Regions from separate parts of the Mus musculus genome. Here region 1 is linked to region 2. A link is a contact called in public Hi-C data. All regions are on one chromosome and are shown on one strand. Each heading gives the region's core, a stretch centred on a gene start, on an enhancer-like site or on the middle of the called end of the contact. The rest is flanking DNA. Distances are from core to core; before and after follow the strand shown.

What was found. Hi-C and Micro-C count contacts between places; a contact is called where the count stands out from the background.
Region 1: a Hi-C map of uterus shows a contact between it and region 2, with 2.5 times the contacts expected there. The contact joins two enhancer-like sites. A contact is called at or near these places in 3 of 484 Hi-C or Micro-C datasets (brown adipocytes, natural killer cells and uterus), 4 of 115 datasets of contacts at active chromatin or transcription factors (bone marrow-derived macrophages, fibro-adipogenic progenitors, large pre-B cells and 1 more) and 2 of 9 other capture datasets (adipose tissue and pancreatic islet).

The regions. Positions count from the first base shown.
Region 1 is chr5:113,631,844-113,637,149 of GRCm38.p6, forward strand. The region is part of intron 1 of Cmklr1 (chemokine-like receptor 1); the gene reads right to left. Among named protein-coding and RNA genes, the nearest start is that of Gm15736, 9.7 kb to the right of the region's middle. Within about 2 kb of position 2,623, at least 74 of the 459 cell types and tissues checked have an H3K27ac peak or open chromatin away from gene starts, as enhancers often do. A contact at or near this core is called in adipose tissue and uterus, where this site is marked.
Region 2 is chr5:113,556,638-113,561,694 of GRCm38.p6, forward strand. It overlaps Wscd2 (WSC domain containing 2), which reads left to right. Exons shown (of 9, transcript NM_177292.3): 3 at 1,712-1,826; 4 at 4,264-4,448. Among named protein-coding and RNA genes, the nearest start is that of Gm52822, 15 kb to the left of the region's middle. Within about 2 kb of position 2,989, at least 12 of the 459 cell types and tissues checked have an H3K27ac peak or open chromatin away from gene starts, as enhancers often do. A contact at or near this core is called in adipose tissue and uterus, where this site is marked.

The DNA of each region.
Region 1 (5,306 bases), core at 1,373-3,872, 75 kb after region 2:
ACATAGCAAGGGGCTGGAGGCTGGAGGCTGGGGACAAGATGAAACTTCTGGGGGAGATAACATTTGACCTGATCTCTGGAGGGAGGGCATAAATCCTTTGCCAGATAGATGAAGAGGGTATCCCGGTGGGGGAGTGGGGATTGCTGTGTACAGGTCACAGAGGCCTGATAACAGGTAGCTAAAGAGAGAGGAGATGGGAGGAGACACCGGCAACACCCCAAGGGGTCTGAGGCTGTGTCAAGCAGGCAGCAAGGAGTGGTGGAGGCTTGCAAGCAGAGTTGTCTGTCTTCCCAAAGAGATAGACCTGGGTGGATGACATGGGGTCTGCGCTGGAAGAGAGGAGGCTGCAGGGGAAACTGAGGCACTGAGTAGCAATGGCTCCAGCCAGAGACCACAGCTCCAGGAAGGACCAGCAGTGGACCTGGGATGCGGGCAGCCAGACTCTTAGGACCTACACTGTCCGTGACAACACCTGTCCACTTGCCCAGAGCCTGAAGATCCTAGAGGCCACAGGTCTCTAGAGAAACCAGTAGTGTGAAGCATCTTTCCGATGGGAAAGGTGAAAAACCTGTTCTTCCGTCCAGGAAGGTGGGGCTTGGAAGTGATTAAGAGCCTGTGATCTTCATTATCTGTTGGGCCAGACCATAATACTCTAAATGACCTCTATGCTGTCTGTATGACCCATGACTCTTAGGTCCTTAAGCTAGTACAGGAAGCTTATTTCTACAACCCAGTTTCTTGGAAGAAATGACACTACCCTGAGTTGAGTTTCGATGCAATTATGTTTCCGTGTGCACTGGGGACTGCGTTACTCCAGGAAACTTTTTCCCCCTAAATTACACTAGGGATAAACCTCCTGGTACCAGGCTCCCCGACAGGTTGACCAAGTCAGTCCGCACTGGGTTTTCATCCTTCTCTCGTCCCAGGGTTTGCCTCCCTGTCTGATACCTGCGGGGGTCCTCTCATCCATTAGCCTTTCCTGTGGGTCATCTGTTGGCTGCTGCCCTGCCCCCAGACTTCCCTCTGTCTGTCTGCCATTGCAACAGACCTCCGGCATCGCAAGAACTTCCAGTGACCCACCCCCCCCCAAATTCCCATCTCTTCACAAAACTGTCTCCAGACACAAAACTGGCTCCAAGGCAAGCAGGGGGCTGCAGGAACCTATACAACCCAGGGGAACTCGAGAGGACCAGGACCCTGACCTGCCCCAGGCACCCAGCTACGGTCTAGCCCATGAGAAGTCCACGGCCTTGGCTCAGGCAGTGATGAATGGGCCATAGATGCTGCCAGGATGGGGGAGTGTGAGGTCCCACCCTGTTCCCAGGCTCTGGGGAGGAGGGGTGGGGTCAGTCTGCCCCGCCACTGTCCACTCCATCGACACTGCTACCTCTTCCAAGGCAAAGCCCACACTTTGACCTGGGAGGGGTCTGGCCAAGGAAGTGGCCCCTTTGCCCTGCCTTGCCGCCAAACAGGGGACAAGATGCTGGCTGAGGACCAAAGAAAAGTCAGGTCATTGTCAGAGAGCTTTGGGGTGAAAGCCTGCCAACTCATGTTGGGGAAGAAGGGGGTCACCAGGCTCAGTGTCGAGAGCTTTAGCCTCATTTAATGGCAGTAAATCTGACCCAGGGCTGGTGGGTGCTGTTCGGCTGTCAGAGTGCTTGCCAGCTATGCACGAATCTCGGGATCCTATCTGCAACACCTCATAAACTAAACTTGGAAGTCTAAGCCTGTAATCTGTAATACCCTTGCCTTCTGGGGAAGGATCATGTTTCAAAAGAGAGTACATACACACAGAGAAAGAGAGAAAGAGAGAAAGAGAGAGAGACAGAGAGAGAAAGAGAGAGACAGAGAGAGAGAGCTCAAAACCTTATCTAGCTGTAACCTGACTTTCAGTTACTGTCATTCTGTGTCATAGGACCCCAGGCCCACATCTGCAGATTGGGTGTACTTAGGACCTCATGAACCTCACACACACAGAGCATTACATCGCCTGTCCCTTGCAAGAACTGAAGGTTATCTTAGGGCACAGGATTCAGTGTGTGAACGAGGAATGTCCCTGCAGGTCACCCCACCTTTGTAACAGGTCAGTGCAACACACACGTCCGTTGGCCTGTAGTTTGCAGAGAGGTACTTCAGGCTGGGTGAACAGTCCCCAGTCAGCAGAACTTCTAGTAAGACTCCTGTGTCACGGGGAGTTCTTCTCCATTTACTAACTGAACTTGAGTGGCCTGGTTCAGGCCCCTGGAGCCACCAGGAATGCACGGTCACCTCCCTGCCCCTGTAGTGCCCGCTTCCCCCTTTGACCTCAGCCGGTGCTTTCTCAGCATCCTTCCTAACTCCCAGCCAGCTGCCCCACCCTGAGCCTTCAGGATGCGGGGTGAGTTGCCCGGTGGGTGTGATGGGTTTATCCATTCATCTGTTTGCTTGAGCACTGCTTTGGTCCAGAAGCAGCTGGGAGGTCAAAGGAAAAGTTTGTATCGGAGGAACATAAATTACAAGTAAGAGTGAAAGGAGGAAGGGACCTGGAAGGAACAGACCTCGAGCCAAGGGCTGGCTGAGAAGGAAACAGACCAGACCAGACGATGCCGGAACTGCTCCCAGGCTCCTGGCAGGCGAGGAGGTGCCAGCTTCCAGGTCACATGATCCTGGCTCTGAACAGTCCAAACCACAGTGAGGCGGATTCCTGCTGGGCTACAGAGACAGGGTCCCTGGGGACCTAGCCACACCCAGCCTGGGGTATCTCAGGAGAGACTGGCCATGCGGAGTTGGTAACAGGGTTCCAAACAGCAGCTCAGCCAAGCATGTCCTCTGGGTGTACCAGGGAGGGTTAGCTGTTCAGTCCGGCGGGGGGAGGGGGATATATGTGGCTGAAAACCAAAAGAAATATCTAAACTATTCCCAAGGGACACTACTGAGTCCCTGCTCCGGTGTGGAACAGGCCTGGACCAACCCTGTGATCCCTACACTCCTTGTTTATTGATAAGGTTTACCATACAAACTCAACAAGGCTTGGGGCTCCATGTAGCATCCCTGCTTGCCACAGATAGTCCCGAGTTACACCTGTTATCCCTGTGCCCACACTGTATCCATCCTTCCTTCCCACAGTGCCCAGGTTGGGTCTCTAGCCTCAGTCTCCAGCCAAGTTCTCGTCCTGATGTTCCAGTGATAATCGAGGAACCTGGCCTTGCTGTGATCCACACTTGAAAGATAAGGAAACTAAGTCTCAGACAGCTGCTCACCGAGGCAGACACACACTGGTCAGGAGATGCCCGGGACCCTCATGGATGCTCTGTACAGAAATAACTCCCACTTGCCTGTATGTTCTAATTGTAATGACCTGACCATGGATCACAGGAGAGCAGATGACCTCTCTGACTCTTGTGACCAGGCTTGCAGGTGCCACCAAATCCCCACCCTTCCGAATCATAGCCACTTCTGGCTCTCATCTGTCTCAAGTGGGGTGAACTTCCTCTAGAAAGGTCACAAACTCTACACAGCCAGCTGAGATGTGGACAGGCCCAGTGCAACAGTAAAACACGGCCCCTCATCTCTAAAGCATCATGGTTCTCAGGACAGATGTTTGCAGAGCCAAAAGTGTACCCCCCCACACACACACACCTGGGCCAGGTGCCTGCACTGACCACTGTTCTCAAGGTTGGCCCACCCTTGGCTCCAGTCCTCTGTGTTTCAGACTGCCCTGTGGGGCCTGGTGGACCTGGAGACCATAGTCAGGAGGAGGCACCAGGGAGCTAAAACAGGTCTGGGGAAAGGGGTGGACAGGCAACACCATGGTAGGGACAGAAAGGTGGAGGGGCAGAAGAAGTAATGGAGAAAACTCAGAGGAAAGAAGAGAGATGGTAGAGGGAGAGGGACTAAGGGATAGGCTATAAGATCAGAGAAAAGAGTCAAGACTTAGAGACCTGGCAGGAGCAGCCTGAGCTCTGCTCTAGGGGGTTTGAGTCCCTGGCAATGGAGAAGCCCCTGTGCTGAGCAGAGGAGGAGCCCCTGGAAGCTTATCTAGGGCTCTGGGTGACCTCACAGAAAGGCTGAGGTTTGTTTTTTATTCACTGACTTACGAAATGCTGGAGACAGACCCCAGGGCCTTTTGCACGCCCCGGCAAGGAGCTCTGCCCTGACCTGCAGCCCTGTTCGGAAGAGGCATTACTCAACCAAAGCTGTTTGGTGACAACGTGGGGGGACAGTGGTTGGGAAAGTCCTGGCAGCATCCAGAAGGGTTAAGACATCTCAGGCCATTTTATGGACTGAGCATGGGGTCAGTGACTTCTCTAGAAACTTCTACCGCCGTTGGAAGGGAGCATTGAGGAGAGCCGTAGTTCTCCTGAAAGCTTCGGTCTCCCAATTGCCTTGGGAGAGAGACAGCAGACCTGTGCTGAAACACCAGCTTGGCCCACAGGAAGCTGCCAGATGCCCACCCCAGCTGGCCAGAAGATGCGGAACTCAGCAGATTCCTACATGAGCCCCACAGGACTCTTCCCCGGTGACAGGGAAAAGAAAGTGGAGGTGGTTCAAAGTCCCAGACTTGTCCAGGAAGATGACGGAGGCCCAGAAGTTTCCTGCACATGCTCAAAACAGAACGTTTGCTATTGATGTCTCCTGGGAGGCCCTCTACTCCTGACTCAAGTTTGATCTATTTTTAGTTATTACGTTTCTGACTAGGTGATACAACTCTATTTAGAGATGTTCACACTATGTCGAACTATAAAGAGAAGCCCTACTACCCCTCCCACACCACCGTCCATATCCCAGGGCATCCTGCTCCTTCTACTAGTTTTTTGGGTGTCTTTTTATAGCCTCTGGGTAGTTACAAAGGATTTTCCTGATTTCCCTCCCACTTTGCATTGAAGAAAATATACACATGCCCTCCTTACCCAGTAGTAGATTTGGGAGATGGTAAGACATAGCTCACCCTTCCAGATAGCTGCATAGTATTTCAGTGTTAGGCTTACCAGCTTTTCAATAACCAGTTCCCCAGGGCATGTGCTCTTGCTACCAATTCCTTACTGTTAGGATGTTATCAGGCGGGGCACTTGGTCTCTGCCTAGTTTCTTAATGTAACACTGTTGTAAGCAATCTTGTTATATGTGCTACAATGTTACAACTGAATCCTTAGCCTTCCACTCCGGCTTACCAGAGTTTGTTGTTTTAAGTTTCCCTTTGTGTTATCCTTTGTAACTTTTGGTTTGTTTTGTTGGAATGTGGTGGCTGAGATGAGCACTCAGGGCTTTCCTTGTGCCTGCTAGGTAAATGTTCTGCCCCTGAAGGGCTTCTATAATGGGGAAACACTG
Region 2 (5,057 bases), core at 1,739-4,238:
AGAACAAAGGCCAGCAGGACCCTCCAGTGCTGTCACCAGTGACAAGCTCATGTGGGGCTGGGGCAGCAAAGCTCCCTTTGAAGCCAGACTGTTAGTCTGAGGAGCCATCATGGCTACTGTGTGAAGGAAGTCCAAGCTGTCAGGATGAAGACTGGTGTCCAGCAGAGTGGACAACTGCCATGCGTAGTGGGGGGACATCCTCCTGCAAGCCTGCTCCCCAGGAAAGGACAGGAAAAGGATCTCTTCTCATTTAACCTGGGCAGCCCCCTAGGCAGAGGAAGTGTCACCTGTCATTGAGGTTTTCCTGGTCATTCCCTGGGAAGGCCATTTGATCCCAGAGCCTGGCTGGATCCTTCTCTTTCAAGGGGAGGGCAGAAAGAGCCAGTGTGGGTCCCATAGACCTGCATTCAGATCTTTGTTCAGCTTTTAGCTCCGGGCCTCTCCTCTCTAGACCCCTGTAAGGGCAGGAGAATGCCAGATCGTTCCAGTGTATGGGCAGGCATATCCCAAACATGCAGAAGAGGGATCTGGAGCCAGGATGTGTGTGTGTCCAACTCTGGCTTTGATTATACAAGCTGTGTTACCCTGAACAGATGGTAACCTCTCTGGACCACAGAGTAGAGATCATGTCCTCACAGAGTCTTGGTGAAGACTCTGTAAGTGATGTGTATGAAGCACTTACCATAACTCGCATCCAGATGCTGGGAAAACATTAAGAAAAAAAAAAGAGATTTTGCAGACAGTAAGGTGCTGTCTCTGTGTACAAGTTCCTGCTAGACACAAAGGGAAATGTTCGTAGTGTCAACAACCACGTTTGTTTGGGTTTTTTTTTTGTTTGTTTGTTTGGTTGGTTTTTTGTTTTTTTGTTTTTGGTTTTTCGAGACAGTGTTTCTCTGTGTAGCCCTGGCTGTCCTGGAACTCACTCTGTAGACTAGGCTGGCCTCAAACTCAAAACTCCACCTGCCTCTTCCTCCCAAGTGCTGGGATTAAAGGCGTGCACCACCACTGCCTGGCAACTGCATGGTTCTTAGATGTCGTTTGAAGTGCTTCTTGAATGGAAGCATCCCCCAGAGTCCCCTAGAGAGACAAACTGAAAAGTGTTTAGCCCAGCTCCATGAATGGCCAGTGTCTTATTCTGCCATTCAGACCCCTGTACCTCGCACACACAGGACAGTATAATAGAGCATTTGTGAGACATTCCACTCTGGCCATTGATTGGTGGCTTCATTTACACTGTAAGGAAAACATGAGGGAAGCCAACCCATCTAAGCCCCGTAGACCAGAGCTGGGGCGTGACCGTGGGAAGTGAGGCTGGAACCTTGAACTATCCAGGTGCAGTGAGACCCTTGAGGCAGGCCTTAAAGGAGTGAAAGGTTCCAGACCTTCCACAGTCACTAAAACATGCCTTATCCTGGGTGAAGTAGAGCTCCTTCTGGGCCACAGGTGTGGCCCCAGTGTTCAGTGTCACCAGGAGACCATGAATGTGGCTGTGCTCCAGGGAAAGGAACCCCTCCTGTGCCCTACTGTCTGTAGTCTCACCCCACTAGTTCCTACTGCCCATATTGGCCAAGACCCAGAAGTTTCCATCTCTTGAATATCAGGTGCTACACACTTGGCAAAGCCACACAGACAGGGAGAGACACCTGGGCCGCCTCCTGCAGCTCTCTGGCTTCATCCTCAAGTATACCTGACTCTTCCTCTTTCCCCACAGCCAAGTACATCGGCTGCTACCTGGACGACACCCAGAGCCGGGCCCTGCGAGGTGTGTCCTTTTTCGACTACAAAAAGATGACAGTCTTCCGTTGCCAGGACAACTGTGCTGAACGGTAGTGCCCCGTGCCCCAATGCTGCCACCATATCCCCAGACATGTCCCTTCCAACCGTTTCTACCAGGTGTTCCTTCAATAGTGTTGTTCGCCTTGGCTTGTCAGAGGGTCAATGGGGGAATGTAGAAAGAAAAGATTGCAAGAATGATTGACTAGTGTGTATGCACATGTGTACATGTAAGCATGTGTGTCTGCATATGTGTACACTAGTATGTATGTGGACATAAGCATGCATGTACACACATACAAGTGTGTATATACATGTGTGTATGTGTGTCTGCATATGTGTGCACATGCATGTGTGTATATATGTTTGTATACATGTATCTGCATATACGTGCACATGCATTTGTGTGTACATAAGCTTGTGTGTACACACATATATAAATGTATATATGTGTTTGTGTACATGTGTGTCTACATGTATGTGCACATACATGTGTGTGTGCACAAAAGATGCATGCAATGGGAGTATGACCGTACAACTGTATGAAGTGTGCCGAGGAGCAGGCTTGTAAGGTATGATGTGTGTGGTTAGCTGGTTACATGGGTGAGCTTAGTCTGGACAACTGACTGTCTCTGAGATGTGGTGTTTATGTGATCACAAGTCTTGGCATCCTCTTGCCTCGAGCTCTAGAGTTGCTGGAATTGCAGGCCTGTGTCATCGTGCCTGGTTTTAAACTCCACCTCTTAAAGAACACAGTTACAAACACCCTGTGGGCTCCCAGCTCTCCCAAGCCAGGAGATGTCAGCTGGCATAAAAGTCCCTTCCCTGACTGGAAGCTACTAAGCTCTCTCTAGAACAATGTTCCTCCTCCTCACCCTTCACCCCTTCTGGCTCTGAGGTACAGGCTGTCTCCAGTTTCAGAACTGATAGCAAGCTTTCCTTGAGAAACACCGCTTCTGTCAGTGGGTTTTGTTGTAGGAGAGGGTCCCAAGGGATGTCTGGGGACAGGGACATGGAGCAGGTCCTGCAAATGAGGTTCCAAAATGCTCAGTCACGTCAGCTGCTCTTGCTTCATCTTCTGGGAGGAACAGGTGGATAGGGCAGAACTAATGTCACCAAGTCACTAGGGCATGTGCAGCCATAAATCTGGGTGGCTCTCCCATCCACCCAGCACCACATCAGGATCCAGGAGACAGCAGTTGCCACCAGCATTTCCTCTGTCAAGGGATGTTCTGGCAGGCTGCTCTCTGAGGAGCCCTCATGGCTCTGGGAGCACGGTGAGCAGGAGGCTGGCAGGGCTCCCCATCTCCCAAATTCTCAGCCAGAGCCTCCTTCCGTGTGTTTAGACCGGTGTCCACCGAGTGACCTTTTTAGGAAAAGATTCCACAGCTAGGAAAAAAATAGCTCGTCCTTAAAGCCTCTGGAATTTTGTTTTGCTTTGTTTGGAGGAAGAAATTTTCTTCTTGGCTGGGTGTGTGAGATTGGTTTTGTAGCCTGCCAAAGGGACCCAAGTGCCTTGGCTCCTCCCCCTTCTCCAGTGCTTCCCAAGGGACCTGGCAATGAGGTAATAGGTTCCTGGAAGGTGAAGGTTGGGTTCTTCAGAGGTGAAGGGGGGTGGGGGGGGGCAGGATGGTGGTTGTGTGGGTGTGTGCTCAGGATCTGGTGTGTGTGTGTGTGTGTGTGTGTGTGTGTGTGTATGGCTGTGTATGCATGTAGCTGTATGGGTGTGTGTGTATGTATGTGTGAAGGTGTGTGTATATGAATGAATTGTATGAGTAAATATGTATATGTGTGTATGTGTGTATATGAGTGTGAATGTATGAGTATGTGTGTAAATGTGTGTGGCTCTAGGTGCATGTGTGTAGCTGTATGGGTGTGTGTATGTGCATAGCTCTGTGTGTGTGTGTGTGTGTGTGCATAGCTGTATGTGTGCGCGCGCATAGCTGTATGGGTGTATATGTGTGCATAGCTGTATGGGTGTGTGTGTATGTGCATAGCTGTGTGTATGTGTGTGTTTGTGTGTGTGTGCATGCAAATAGCTGTATGGGTATATGTGTGTATGTATGAGTATCTGAATGTGTGAGTATGTAACAGTATATGTGTGAATGTCTGTATATGAGAGTATGAATGCATATCTACAAATGTATGAGTGTATGTGCATGTGTTATGTGTGAATGTGAGTGTCGATATGGACATGAAGGATATAACACATCAGGCAATGATGAGGACTGTTGGGTGTCCCCAGCATGCTCTCCATGTCCCCAGGGGTCTCTGACTCCCCACCCTCTGTGACCCCCAGCCGGGCGACCTGCCTTATGGAGTAGGTATGACCCCTATTCTTCCTCTATCCCTACCCTCCACCCTTTGTCCCCATTCTGAAGTCTCCATTGCTCTCAATCCTTGGTCTCCATGCCTCCTGGAGTCTCCTGTCCCCTGGGGTCTCCCTGGTGCTGTTGCCCTGCCTGACAGCAGCTTCCCCCCGCCCCCCAGGGGTTATCTGTATGCTGGGCTGGAGTTCGGCGCAGAGTGCTACTGTGGCCACAAAATCCAGGCAGCCAACGTGAGCGAATCAGACTGTGACATGGAATGCAAAGGAGAGCGGGGCAGTGTGTGTGGCGGCATCAACCGTCTCTCAGTCTACCGGCTGCAGCTGGCTCAGGAGTCTGCCCGAAGGTGTACGTGAGTCCGCCTCGCCCCTCTGCTGTTTGGCCCTCCACTGCCCAGCCTGAGGGTCCCTGACAGTCTCGCCCTCAGTATCTGCCCTGTGCCTTCTGTGAAGTCCATCACTCCAAGGCCACACAGTAGGCTTTGCCTCCCTCCTCAGAAACCATTACATTCCCTCAACCTTCCAATGTCCCTGCTCTCCTCTGGCCCACTGAGTCTGGACCTGATCTTGGCCTGTCTCTTTCTGAGACAAGATTGTCTGCACTACCTAGGGCAAGGTACTAGCCAAGACCATAAGAGCGTGAAGCCCTTGTCCCTTTCTGAGCTCATGGTTTGGGCTAGCTCACGTCATCTTCATGGTGACCCCTGAAATAGGCAGGAGGAGAGCTAGGCCTGGTGGCACAGGCCTGGCGTTCCTGCTACTGGGAAGGCTGGTGGTGGATGCTTCCAAGTGAAGGACAGCCTGGGCTACATAGTGAGAACCAGCCTCAAAACAAGTTTAAGAGTTTGGGAGGGTTCTGGGAATGTAGCTCTGTGGTAGAGTACTTGTCTGTCATGCACAAGGTCCCTGGGTCAGTCTCCAGAACCACAATATAAGAAAGGGAGGGAGGGAGGGAGGG